Regions from separate parts of the Capra hircus genome. Here region 2 is linked to region 1. A link is a contact called in public Hi-C data. All regions are on one chromosome and are shown on one strand. Each heading gives the region's core, a stretch centred on a gene start, on an enhancer-like site or on the middle of the called end of the contact. The rest is flanking DNA. Distances are from core to core; before and after follow the strand shown. Region 1 has its middle 110 kb from the start of KCNK10. Region 2 has its middle 17 kb from the start of GPR65.

Region 1 (6,447 bases), core at 2,323-4,822:
AGATGGGATCCCACTGCAGCGCTCCTGGAACGAAGGCTTTTCTGTTATTGTTGCTCTTGTTCCCTATTTGATTAGACCAGTAACTACAGTTATGCCCATTTCTTAGAGGAACTAAGCCACACAGGAGGAAGCCACTGAAAAATCACGTAGAAAAAGAGTATTAATGAGAGAGAACGTGCACTGCTAAATGCCAAAGGGCGGGATGGCAGCATTGTTGTTAGAGCTGTATAGATACTGCACTTAATATTCTGCGCTTATACGTTTCCATGTAAGTCTGAGAGGCAGAGAAACTATAAACCAAAATATCTGGTTTTCTTTGCATGAAGCTGACTTCAGGTGATTTTTTGTTGCTTTTCTTTCCCTTAATACCCTTCAAGTTTAATAATATTTAGCATGTATTTTTAAACTAATAAGGAATTGTGTTGTTGTTCTTTAAATTGCATAGAAATTTGGGTGAAGACCGAAGGATTACAGTTTCAATTAGAGGAGATTCCTGAGTCCTTTTCCTTTCTCTTTCTAAGCTATCTCATCATAGCAAGGGTCAAAAGAAGCCCGTGGTTGATTTAAAGTGGTTACCAGTCCTCCACTACTTGCCAATGTAGGCAATTTTTTTAGGGCGTCTCTCTGAGAGAGAAAGAATCCAGGCATTTCCGCAAGTGATTCAACTCATCTAGCTCGAGTGGGATGGAAAGTGATGGATGCCTACATAAAAGGACAAAAGATAAATAGTTCCAAAACGTTTGATCCAAGCTTTGTGTGTGTTCTCACAGGCTTCCCCAAACACTTAGTCACCTACAAGAACTATCTAAGTTTATGGCTGCCAAAGAGATGTATATTTCATTTAGATGATGAATCCCCTATTTCCTCAACTCCCAAATCATATCAGCAGTTGCAACGAATGCATCTCGCCACACTGCTTTGCAGTGCAGAAGAGAAGCCTTCCTGGTGAAAGGCAGCCCCTGTTTCCACACCAGGCATCACTCACCCAGGCCCTCAGCAGGAGACCACAGACAGGCAATGCCCTGCCAGCAGCCAGAACGCCACAAAACACAGCGATTTCTCTCAAAGGCTCCCCTTCCACTGCTGTTCACAACGGAGCTGCCGAAACTTACAGGACTTACAAAGCCACAGCAGGTAATGACCGACCCACTGGTAATGACCATTATCGGGCTTCATCTTGCCTCCAAGTCTTAGAACAGAAGATGGCTGTCATATTTTTCCCTTTTCTACCTACCACGTGGTTTTCTCGTCTTGGAATACAGTGCCGCCCTAAGCTCACAAGAGATTAGCAGTAGCATAACAGACTGGTGTGCCAAGCAGAGGGGACAAATTTCCATAATGCTAGTACCTCCAACAGGTATAAAACTTCCAACATCCCTTGGGCCTTCAACAGACTCCTAAAGGGTCTCCATTTGTCTCCCTCTCTGGTAAAGAATCCTCCTGCAATGCGGGAAACTCAGGTTCAATCCCTGGGTCCAGAAGATTCCCTGGCGAGGGAAATGGCAACCCACTCCAGTATTCTTGCCTGGGGAATCCCATCAGAGGAGTCTGGCGGGCTATAGTTCATGGGGGTCGCAGAGTCAGACACAACTGAGCAACTAATACTTTCATTTTCTGAATAAAAAAACTAAAAAACCAAGCAGCCTCTGAGATAGTTTAACCCTCAGAGTGAAAGGTAAGATAGTACTTGAGCCAGTCGGCTTCTCTTAACATGCCACCTCAACAAGTGCTGTTCAATGCTTACTGGGTGTCTGAATCACCTGGAGATCTTGGTAAAACACAGATCCTTAGGTCTGGTCTTGGGACCTAGAATTTCTAACAAGTTCTCACATGATGCTCATGATATGACTGGCTCACAGTCCATACTTTGGGACCCAGGCCTTTCTAATCATCTTCTGCATTCCACTGGCTGAGATAATTCACTGAAACCAACCTAGCCTGATGACCCAAGATAAGCGAAACTTAATCTGGGGTAAAGGGTTTACCCCTGACCAGGGAATATCAGGGAGGAAGTCCAGTGTCTGTGTGCTCTGAACATTCAGCCAAATATGGCTGGACGACATGAGGGAGACAGCACATAGCCACGGCCCCTCCAGGAGCTAATGGGGCCCAAGAGGGGGGCCCAGCACACTCTCCACTGACCCAGAAAGAGAAGGAGGCACCAAGCCAGCTCCAGAAATAGAGCCAGAGCAGGTCCGACACAGAGCTCCTGATTTTCTTAACTACCTCCTCTTGGAATCCAAAATGGGAAGGATTTTCAGGAAGAAAAGGGAGTCATGTTGCTGTTGCCTCCGTGACTGATGCCTGTTGACGGCTTTAGGAAACCAGTGATGAGGCTCTTTCTTCATTCAACACTAGAAATGCAATTGGACAAACAAATGAACTACAAGACAGACTAACTGTATAGGTTATGGTAAGGAGGCTCCTTCCGTCCTAATTTCCAGTGTTTTGTGACATACAGGAAGTACATGAATTAAGTACCCTGGGAAGGATACACTGACTTCCTTCCTAACGAAGCATTTGCACCTGCACTTTCTCTGAGTCTATCAAAGATGCCCATTTCTGCACCATTTCCATTTACATAATAAAATGGGTAATAAGAGTGTACAGGTGTTCTCAGATGTCCCCATACCCACAGTGCACCAAGGGTAGAAGAGACCCAGACGTTCAAATCCACAGATGACCCTGAGGCCCACAGTGACTTGTCCAAGTCCAACTTCCAGTTGAAGGAATATTCTACCAGATCTGGAAAGGGGAAGTCACTCATGGAGGAATCAGAGAAGCTCCATACAGTCTAGAGTGTGTGGATTCCGTTTGGCCCAAATTCAGAATTCATTTATAGCTCCTTGGCATTTCCAATTTACAAGCTTTAAGAAAAGAGCAAAAGGCTCAAGAGGGAAACGTTCACGAGAATGTATCCTGCCTCCGCTGTGACTGCTCACAGAGAACAGAAGATTCCTGAAAGAGGTGCAGAGACTGAGGCTCCAGCTATGAACCACAGTCCTGGGGACGGGAGGTGGGGGGCAAGCAACAGGTCCCCATGGTGGATGAGGGACGGACCTCTGGCTCCCTGCTTCTACTTGAACCCAACCCTTTCCATTGCCCCAGTTACCATCAACAAAACCAAAACTTGGACCTGCCCACTTGGGCAAGAAGCCAAGATTTAAGGTAGAGGGGAGAACTGTCAGCTATGTATGGTCCCTAAAACTCCTTGTAATTGTTAGGGTGATCTTTAAAAAAAAAATCTACTCAATGTCGTAAAAGGAAGAGAAGAAAGACAAAGGGACTCAGAACCCTAAAAGTTAGGGGAAGAATGCGCGTCTGACTGCTCGACGTGCCCCTTACCTCCACTGTCAAAAGCGATGTGGGGGAGCTGGGGCGGGGAGGCGGGGTTGGGGTGGGGGGCTGATACCAGCTCTTCAGCCTCATGGATAGGGCGGCTCCCTGCCTGCGCCTTCTCTCCCTGCCTCCTCCCAGCCAGTCCCTCTTCACAGCTTCTCTTCCAGTTCTGGAAGAACCCACCGTGAAGACGCACACAGGGAAAAGCCTCTCCCGTCCCCCTCAGACGCCCTTGCGTCCTCGCCCCTCAACCCCACCTTGCCCTATTCCCAACCTTGGATCGGTCCAAACATTCTCCTCCGCCGCTGGGGCGCCTCCTACCTCTGTGCTGCTGAGCACTGCTTGACAGAGTCACACTCAGGCCCTGCCCTACCCTCTACCGTGGCTGTTCCCAGCCTTCACCACTCCCTCACCAAGGTCCCCTCTCACCCCCAACTCCCTGCGTTCCACAGATGGGCGTACCTCCTACTTACCCTAGGAAGACAAAGCCCTCCCAAAGAACCAGGCAAGCTCCTCGCTGCCTGTGAATGCATCCAAGTCTACAAACCCCCACATACCACCCACTCCTTCTCCCTCAGAGAACCTTCTCTGTTCTTCCATCAGGGGCCTTCCCACCATCAATGCCCTGCACGCACATCCCCGCCCCTCTCTCCCTGGCCCAGATCCTCCCCTGGGCTTCCCCACTCCCCTGCCTTCTCAACCTCTGTCGTAGGGTTCCTTGGGTACCGCTCTATGCCCCCAGCCCACCAGAAGCAGTCTTTTCTCTTACAGCTGGTTCTGTCTTCCCTGCCAAGCTCGTCAAATAAATCCACCATGCTTTTCCCTTCATGCTTGATCTCCTCTAGCTCTGCAGTCGCGCCTCCCACCGCTGCACCGTTGGAAAGGGTCTGGCCGAAGTTTTAGGCTCCTCTTAAATACACAACAAGGCTCAGTGGACATCGTGCAGGCCCTGTGATGTGTAAACGCCCTGCCGCTTTCTCTCCTGCCCTGGCCCAGCCCAGGCCCTGGCTTCTGGGATCCCCACACCCCTTCTGCTTCTCTCCCCTGACCCCGGCTTGACCCCCGGGGCTGTTGGTTTCCCTTCCTCCTTCGGCAAGCCCCAAGGCTTTTCACTCCATGTGCTTAGTACTGAGAGGGCTCCTACCCGTCCTCATGGCCCCCTGCCTGGACAAGTGGACCCAGAGTCACCAAGTCCTTTCCTCACTGCCTCCTGGTCCCAGTTTTCCAAAGAACCCACAGGTACCTCATTTCCTGACTGAGTTTTCCTTTCCCACAACTTCCAAGTACAAAGAGAGACCCACTAAATCTGGGTGCCTCCATAAAAGAAAGGGTTTCACACAGTGAGAAAGTTTGTAGATGCAAAAGACAAAAGGAAGGTCTCCACAAAATCAGGAAAGAAGGTGATTGTTGAGGGGCCAGTGGAGAGCTTAGCTTTAGAAACAGCACTTGTTCCTCTGAGGAGAGCTTCGTATTTATTGAGCGCCACCTGTAGGTGCCAACAAGGAGCAGGCATTTGGCTCAGCTCACACTCGTAACAATCTTATGAGATTAGGAATATCATTCCAGTTTTATTAGAAGAAAAACTAAACGCAAAACAAGGTTCATTAATTTGCCCAAGGTCACAAAGCTAGTAAGTGCCAAAGTCAAGACTTAAATTCAAACCAGGTGTCTCCAAAGTCACTGTCCCTCAGGCATGAGAGAAATAAAACAAGGATCCCAGAGAGAAAGAAAATTGCGAAGTTTGACAAGTTTCTGAATATGAATAGAAAGAAAAAGATGTAACAAAATTGAATAAACTCAAAAACCTAGTAGACTATTTCCCTACGTCTTCCCATCACCCCATCTCCCTTTCTCCATAAAATGCTATAGTCATCAGGCTCAACAGATTTCCCTTCCAGCTGATGTTTTTTTAAATGTGTTAAACCTGATTTGTGGTCTACTTATATTGAGTCAATGCTTTGTGCCTTATCTGCTGACTTTTAACTGTCTTTCCTCCTTCGATCTCATCTTTTCTCCCCCATCACCTATGGTGATGAGGAATTTTGTAGGCTTTGTTTAGATCTTGGCACCCTGGGCATTCAAACACTCAACAGATATTCCCTGGGAGCTTGGATACATTTTCCTGAGGCTTAGTTGCTGCCTTTCACCCTCATTGACTTTTTAAAAATATTAACCATTTCTATAATTTGATTGGGCTCTTGTGGGAAGGTGGAAGGGGAAGATGGATAAGCAATCCATGTATCTCCTTGGATTTTTTTCTCTAACTTTATTAGGATTTCCTATCAGCCAAGACAATGATCCTTCCCTTTTTCTTAGCTTTGGGAATATTGTGTACATCAGCAAAAACTACACTGGATGGTTGGTGGGGACATGTGACGCGTACGTATGCATATTTGCCTATTGAAGGTGGGCTGAAGGCATGACCACTGAAAACCACCTGTCTTGCAAGGTTATCGTCCCCCAGGGAATTTTAAAAGCCAGCACTCTCTTTATCAGAGTGAAACAGGGAAAATGATCTTGATCAATGGTATCAAAATCCCAACATTAGTCCAAATACTTGTTTGACTTCTAAATTTAGCTTCAGTTAGCTAGTTAAGAAACATCTCTGCAGTGCAAGAGTCTTCCAAATATTACTTAACTAAAGGGCACTGTGCTGATGTCCTAGTTTTTCTCATTGTCTGATAGATGCATCCAACTAGACTCAAAATCTTGGTGATCTACAGAGCCAGAACCATGGTCCTAGCACTACCTCTCCAGGCCCTGTTCGACCAGAATTTGCCTAGAGATTCACCCACATTTGTGCCAACTCTTCAAAAGAGCTTTCCTCTCAAGCTTGTATTATAGAGCAGGCTACCTATTCCCCTGGAAAATCTTTGGCCCCCAAGTCATCGTGAAAATCATACTGAAGAATGGAGCAGACCCCATTAAAAATCATGTGGAGAAGGGGAAAAACTGGTGGAAGTTGAAGAAATTGGATCTTAACCTTGAGATTCAAGGTGCAGTCAGACAAGCACAGAGAGAAGACTGTGCTGGGTCTCTGAAGAACTCCAAGTGTGGACAGGAGCAGCCCCCAGGGCAGTTTAACTGAACAGAACCTTGGCGAAGGTT
Region 2 (6,316 bases), core at 2,121-4,620, 120 kb before region 1:
TTGGTTTTTTTTTTTCCAAGCTGGTTAAATTGGTCAGTTTACACGTGAGAGAACACAGACTGAATTGCATAATTTCTGCATGATTGTGGCAATAACATTGATGAGTTGTTCTAATTTAGTTATCTTACCCACTGAAGAAAATCCTGGCCATCTTTCACGTGAAGAGAAACACAAAATAGGAGCTGGGAGCCGCTTGCAGTTTTGTCTTTGGTGATGAAATGAAAATCTATGAAAGTCAAGATGTAATTCAGTATATGTGTGACTTTCCATTTCTAATTTATTATTGTTAGATCTCAGCACTAAAAACTTACATCTGCTATTTTGAATTGTTTAAGTCTGTTCTTCCCCAAAGAATAGTAATACAATCATGTTCTAGTTTAACAGTATTTGCATATCATTAAACATATTATGGCCTATAATTTACTTTTCCTCTGCCTACAATTTTCATAAGCTGTTTATGAAGCACAGCAGATTTTTACACATTTAAAAATAGATCACGATTCCTCGCATAATGTTACAATTAGGTGTTCAAAAAGCAAGTCAGTAAAAGAATAGGCTGGAGAAGCCTCCGTGCCATCACTCAGGGCGAGCTTTAGAATAAATTATAAATGTCATTATCTATGAAATGTGTGCTCAATTAATTGCAAAATCAAATACAATCAAGAAACCTCACTCTGCAGTGACTAGACTTGCCGATGCTATGAAAAATATTAACTTTGGTTCCCAGAATTTCATTGATCCTTCTTGGAAATGTAACTGAACTTGTAAACATCCTCCTAAAAGAATCCTTTTCAAAATTACTGCAAAATTTCGGGTCTTGGCTCCAAGACTATTGACATTTCCTATCCTTGTAAGAAAAGTTATGACCAACCTAGATAGTATATTCAAAAGCAGAGACATTACTTTGCCGACTAAGGTCCGTCTAGTCAAGGCTATGATTTTTCCAGTGGTCATGTATGGATGTGAGAGTTGGACTGTGAAGAAAGCTGAGAGCTGAAGAATTGATGCTTTTGAACTGTGGTGTTGGAGAAGACTCTTGAGAGTCCCTTGGACTGCAAGGAGATCCAACCAGTCCATTCTGAAGGAGATCAACCCTGGGATTTCTTTGGAAAGAATGATGCTAAAGCTGAAGCTCCAGTACTTTGGCCACCTCATGCAAACAGTTGACTCCTTGGAAAAGACTTGATGCTGGGAGGGATTGGGGGCAGGAGGGAGAAGGGGACAACAGAGGATGAGATGGCTGGATGGCATCACGGACTCGATGGACATGAGTCTGAGTGGACTCCAGGAGTTGGTGATGGACAGGGAGGCCTGGCGTGCTGCAATTCATGGGGTCGCAAAGAGTCGGACACAACTGAGCGACTGAACTGAACTGAACAGATAGATCAACTTGGAAACCCTGAATTCTTTAGATGATTAATGAATCGAATCAAAGGCCTGCAATAATAGGCTAAAAAGTGCCTCTGTAGGAATGTCATAGAGAGACATCCCGGCAATCTTAGACACATGCATATAACAAGTGCCAGCTCTATGAAGCTTTCTTAGTGTTTTTAAATACGTATATAACAAAAAGCCCTCTGTCATACCACTCACCCACTCACGGAAATGACACGGATGCTAAGGAAAGCTATTTTGAACCTTTGGGGCAATACCTTCCATGCTTGTCTGTCATTTACCCAAGAAGGGAGCTGGGACACCCTGTGCTCCAAAGGACTATAAGATGGAAAGACCTAGCGCCTTCCAGCACTCACCTGGCTCCCCTAGGGTGAAAAAATTGCCCAGCAGGGTCCGGAATAAGCAGGGATTCTTTCTCTTGCTCTACAAACCTTGCCCCGACCCCTAAAAGGACTGTTGCTAAGGGTGTTCTCTTGATAATTAGAATTGTTTGTTAAGTGAATAAATAATAAGTCAATTAGTGGAATCAACTAAAAATGGTACAATTTCACTCTTGATTCTAACTCCAGAGTTAGGTTTCTGAAACCCTTGGCACTATTTGTATTTTCAGTTGAAAATTCTTAAGATTATATGGAAAAATAAGGTTAAGGAGAAATAGTTTTCTTTTAAGAAAGTATTAATTAACATTTCTTACATTTGTTAAAGTGAAATAGAAACAAATATTAGCAATGATATTTTAAATTGGTAAAAAAAAATAGGAATTATTTGGATTAACATCTATCATTTTTTGCTCATGAGAATTTTTTTAGAATATTTTTTCTTTAAATTTGTAGTCAGATGTTCATAAATGGACTAAATTTTGTTGCAAACTATGAAATGGCTTGTGTGTCTCTTCTCACCCATTCAGTGTTACAAAACACTTAGTTAGAACACCCAGCCCACATACCACCAAGCTACAGGAAATTCCATTTCAGTCATCACTGGGCTGTCCTTTTTCAGGTTTAGGCCAGAATCAGAGAGATTTAATGATGCTAAGAAAATGAAGGAGGAAACTTGGATTTCCAGTCTCTAATGGTCTCCAGTGGCAATGACGTTATCTAAGCTTTCAATAGTTGTTTGAACCTCTGTTGTTCTTTGCTGCCTCCCTGACTATCGTGAGGCCCAGAGCTCATTGACAAGATGGACTAGAAGCCAGCCAATGACCCACAAACCTATCCATCAGGTAGACGTTCTCTTCAAAACCCATGTGGTTCTTGGCTTCAGGGGTGGAGCCGGTACATAAGTGAAGCTGATCAAAGTCGCTCAATCCATCGATGGGCCTCTAGGTTGCTTCCCTGACTATTGTAAATAGTGCTGCAGTGAGCCCTGGGGTACACGTGTCTTTTTGAATTATGGTTTTCTAGAGCCTGTTATCAGAGAAGGCGATGGCACCCCACTCCAGTACTCTTGCCTGGAAAATCCCATGGATGGAGGAGCCTGGAAGGCTGCAGTCCATGGGGTCGTTGAGGGTCAGACACGACTGAGCGACTTCACTTTCACTTTTCACTTTCATGCATTGGAGAAGGGAATGGCAACCCACTCCAGTGTTCTTGCCTGGAGAATCCCAGGGACGGGGGAGCCTGGTGGGCTGCCGTCTATGGGGTCGCACAGAGTCAGACACGACTGAAGAGACTTAGCAGCAACAGCAGCAGCCACAGAGCCTGTTATACACAGTGAAGTAAGTCAGACAGAGAAAAACAAACATAATATATTAATGCATATATATGGAATCTAGAACAACGGTACTGATGAACTATTTGCAGGGCAGGAATAGAGATGCAGCTCAGAGAACAGACTTGCGGACACGGCAGGGGAAGGAGAGGGTGGAACAGACTGAGGAAGTAGCACTGGCGTGCATCCACTACGGAGAAGGGGCGACAGAGGGGGAGACGGCGGGTGGGCATCCCTGACCCAATGGACGTGAGTCTGAGCAGGCTCTGGGAGCTGGGGGTGGACAGGGAGGCCTGGCGTGCTGCAGCCCATGGGGTCACAAAGAGTCGGACACGACTGAGCGAAGGGACTGAACGGATGTGTAAAGTCGATAGCTAGTGGGAAGCTGCTATAAACACAAGGAGCCCAGCCTTGTGTTCCGCGATGACTTAGAGGGGTGCGGGGGGAGTGGTGGGAGGGAGGCTCTTGAGCAGGGGATATGTATAGTTATGACTGATTCGAGTTGTTGTACAGCAGAAACCCACACGACAGTATAAAGCAATTATCCTCCAACTTAAAATTAATTTTAAAAAAAGTATTTCAATCCCCAAGAACAGTGATTGGTTCAGTGTGTCCAGGTGAACTCAGAACGCTGCACAAAGCCTCCTGCTTTCACTCTGGAGGTAGGCTACCGTCCATGGCGTCGCAAAGAGTCAGACTTTACTCACTTACGTCACATGCAGACAAGTCTCCTGGAACCTCCGCGGCCATTCTGTGATCATGAAATAGCCAACACATGGAAGCCGCGAGAACTCAGGGACTCACAGCACTGAAGCTGGCTCTTCTCTCACTCTGAGTCTCTGCACATGGCAGTGACAGGAGCCACATCGGCTTCCTTTTTCTCCAAGTCCATCTGAGTCAGACCCTTTCTTGAACCCCAGCACGTCCTAACAGAATGTGGCGCGTGGCAGTAAGGGTGATGTAAGTTACAGGCTAAGACTGTCAGTAAACAGGGCTGCAGAGGTCTGAAGGAGAAGGTGACGGAACAGCTCCAGCTTATGAAATTAGCAGCCCTTGTTATTACACGGCTGCAAAACAGCTACCTAAACTGTTTTCCGCTACTACCCAGGACTCAGAAAATGCCCACCAAGGCTCTCACATCAGGGAACTTTTAGGAAAACTTTAAGACATTGGAGTTTCTGGCCTTCTTTTTACACACAATAAGGTACCACAAGAAAAAGATACACTAATACAATTTTTTTGTGAGAGCTTGCCTGATAGATTTTCAAATCTAGAAAATACTGCTACCCAAGGGACCTATCCACTGAAGCAATGAGTTTTCATGCTTCAGGAAAAGGAAGGTTGTGGGGGCGGAATTTTAGTTAGAAAAAGGAAGCCAGTATTAATTGTCTCTAGAGAGTGATGTCTCAATAGCCAGACATTATGGAGAAAGAAAAGAATTTTGAAATCCCCTGCGCTCCCATTTCATATCAAGAACCAGGCGCAGATGACTTAAATTTGGAGTTTTCTCTAAGCCAAGGGAAGTGATAATGCAGTTTTGATATAAACGAAAGTTCCTGTTACACAAGAAAGTGGAAAAGCCTGGCCACCTGACCCCACTGGGCTACAGGGAGGAGGCAGTAAAAAGTAGAATGAGAACCTCAGAGCAAATGTTGAACCTCTTGGCCTGGGGAGTTTCTGGTGAATCTCAGAAACTTCAGAGTGTGTAGGGAGAATAGTTAAGGCGAAGAATGTGCTTTCCCTGCAGGCAGCTGCAAGCCTCTGGGGGAAGTTATGTGTTCACCCTGATGCACAGCAGTGGGTACAAAGCTAGAGGTGAGCATACAGCTGTGCAGGCTGAGCACTGCTCAAGAAAACTGGCGTCTACAGGGCGCCTCACGGTCCACGGACATCGTAGTTCGCACGTTCATTGTGGCAGTTTCCGAGCATATGGCAGCAATGCGTTCTAACCAGACCAGCGTGAAAATGTTCCACCACTGAGTGGAAAGTGTCTTAAGGAAGACACATTTCTTTCTCATTTGCATAGAATGCCATGTGAGAGGTTTAATCTTGCCTTTCTCCTGCCACTGCAAAATTATGTAAACCTCTTTCACTCCTGAGCCTTTATGGGAGGAACTGACAGAGATGGAGTGTATTTGAAAGATTCAGCATTCACCCCAAAGTAGCTGAGTTAACCCAATGAGACAGTTTAAACAGGAAGAGGTGAAAATATCTTTCATTCACAAGCAAAATAAATTTTTTTGTACCTTGCTACCCAGCAAGAGAAATATCAACAACCTCAGATATGTGGATGATACCATTCTAATGACAAAAAACAAAGAGGAACTAAAGAGCCTCTTGATGAGGGTGAAAGAGGAGAGCGAAAACGCTAGATTAAAACTCAACATTCAAAAAACTAAGGTCATGGCATCTGGTCCCATCTCATGGCAAATAGATGGGGAAAAAGTGGAAACAGTGACAGACTGTATTTTCTTGGGCTCCAAAATCGCTGTGGACAGTGACTGCAGCAAGGAAACTAAAGGATGATTGCTTCTTGGAAGGAGGACAATTACAAACCTAGACAGCACATCAAAGCAGGGACGTCACTTTGCTGACAAAAGTCCATAGAGTCAAAGCTCTGGTTTTTCCAGTAGTCACGTACAGATGTGAGAGTTGGACTATAAAGAAAGCCGAGCGCCAAAGAATTGATGCTTTTGCACTGCGGTGTTGGAGAAGACTCTTGAGAGTCCCTTGGCCTGCAAGGAGATCCAACCAGTCCATCCTAAAGGAAATCAGTCCTGAATATTCATTGGAAGGACTGATGCTGAAGCTGAAGCTCCATACTTTGGCCATGTGATGGGAAGAGCTGACTCATTGGAAAAGACCCAGGACTGAACCCAAGTCTCCCAAATTGCAGGTATGTTCTTTACCATCTGAGCCACCAGGGAAGCCCCTAGGACCCTCTGATCTGTAGTCAAATTGGTCAGAAGTTGGGGGTACCCTGGGCTGCTCCTCCTGGCCACAGGCCTCTGAAGGAGCAGTATTCTAGGACTCAGTCCTCAGCCTGTGGCCTCCGACGCTGTGTCTCCAAGCAGATGGTGTCAGAATTGAGTTGAACTGGACGACACCCAGCTGGTGTGGCAGAGGATTGCTTGTTGTCAGTCTGGTGACCAGCAGTGCCAGAAGTGGAGTGTTTCGGGTGAGCACTAAACGACACACAGGACACACACAT

What was found. Hi-C and Micro-C count contacts between places; a contact is called where the count stands out from the background.
Region 2: a contact with region 1 is called in a Hi-C map of blood, with 2.8 times the contacts expected there. The contact joins two enhancer-like sites. A contact is called at or near these places in 2 of 5 Hi-C or Micro-C datasets (blood and liver).

The regions. Positions count from the first base shown.
Region 1 is chr10:3,303,341-3,309,787 of ARS1.2, reverse strand. No RefSeq gene overlaps it. Among named protein-coding and RNA genes, the nearest start is that of KCNK10, 110 kb to the right of the region's middle. Within about 2 kb of position 3,572, at least 1 of the 5 cell types and tissues checked has an H3K27ac peak or open chromatin away from gene starts, as enhancers often do.
Region 2 is chr10:3,427,730-3,434,045 of ARS1.2, reverse strand. No RefSeq gene overlaps it. Among named protein-coding and RNA genes, the nearest start is that of GPR65, 17 kb to the left of the region's middle. Within about 2 kb of position 3,370, at least 1 of the 5 cell types and tissues checked has an H3K27ac peak or open chromatin away from gene starts, as enhancers often do.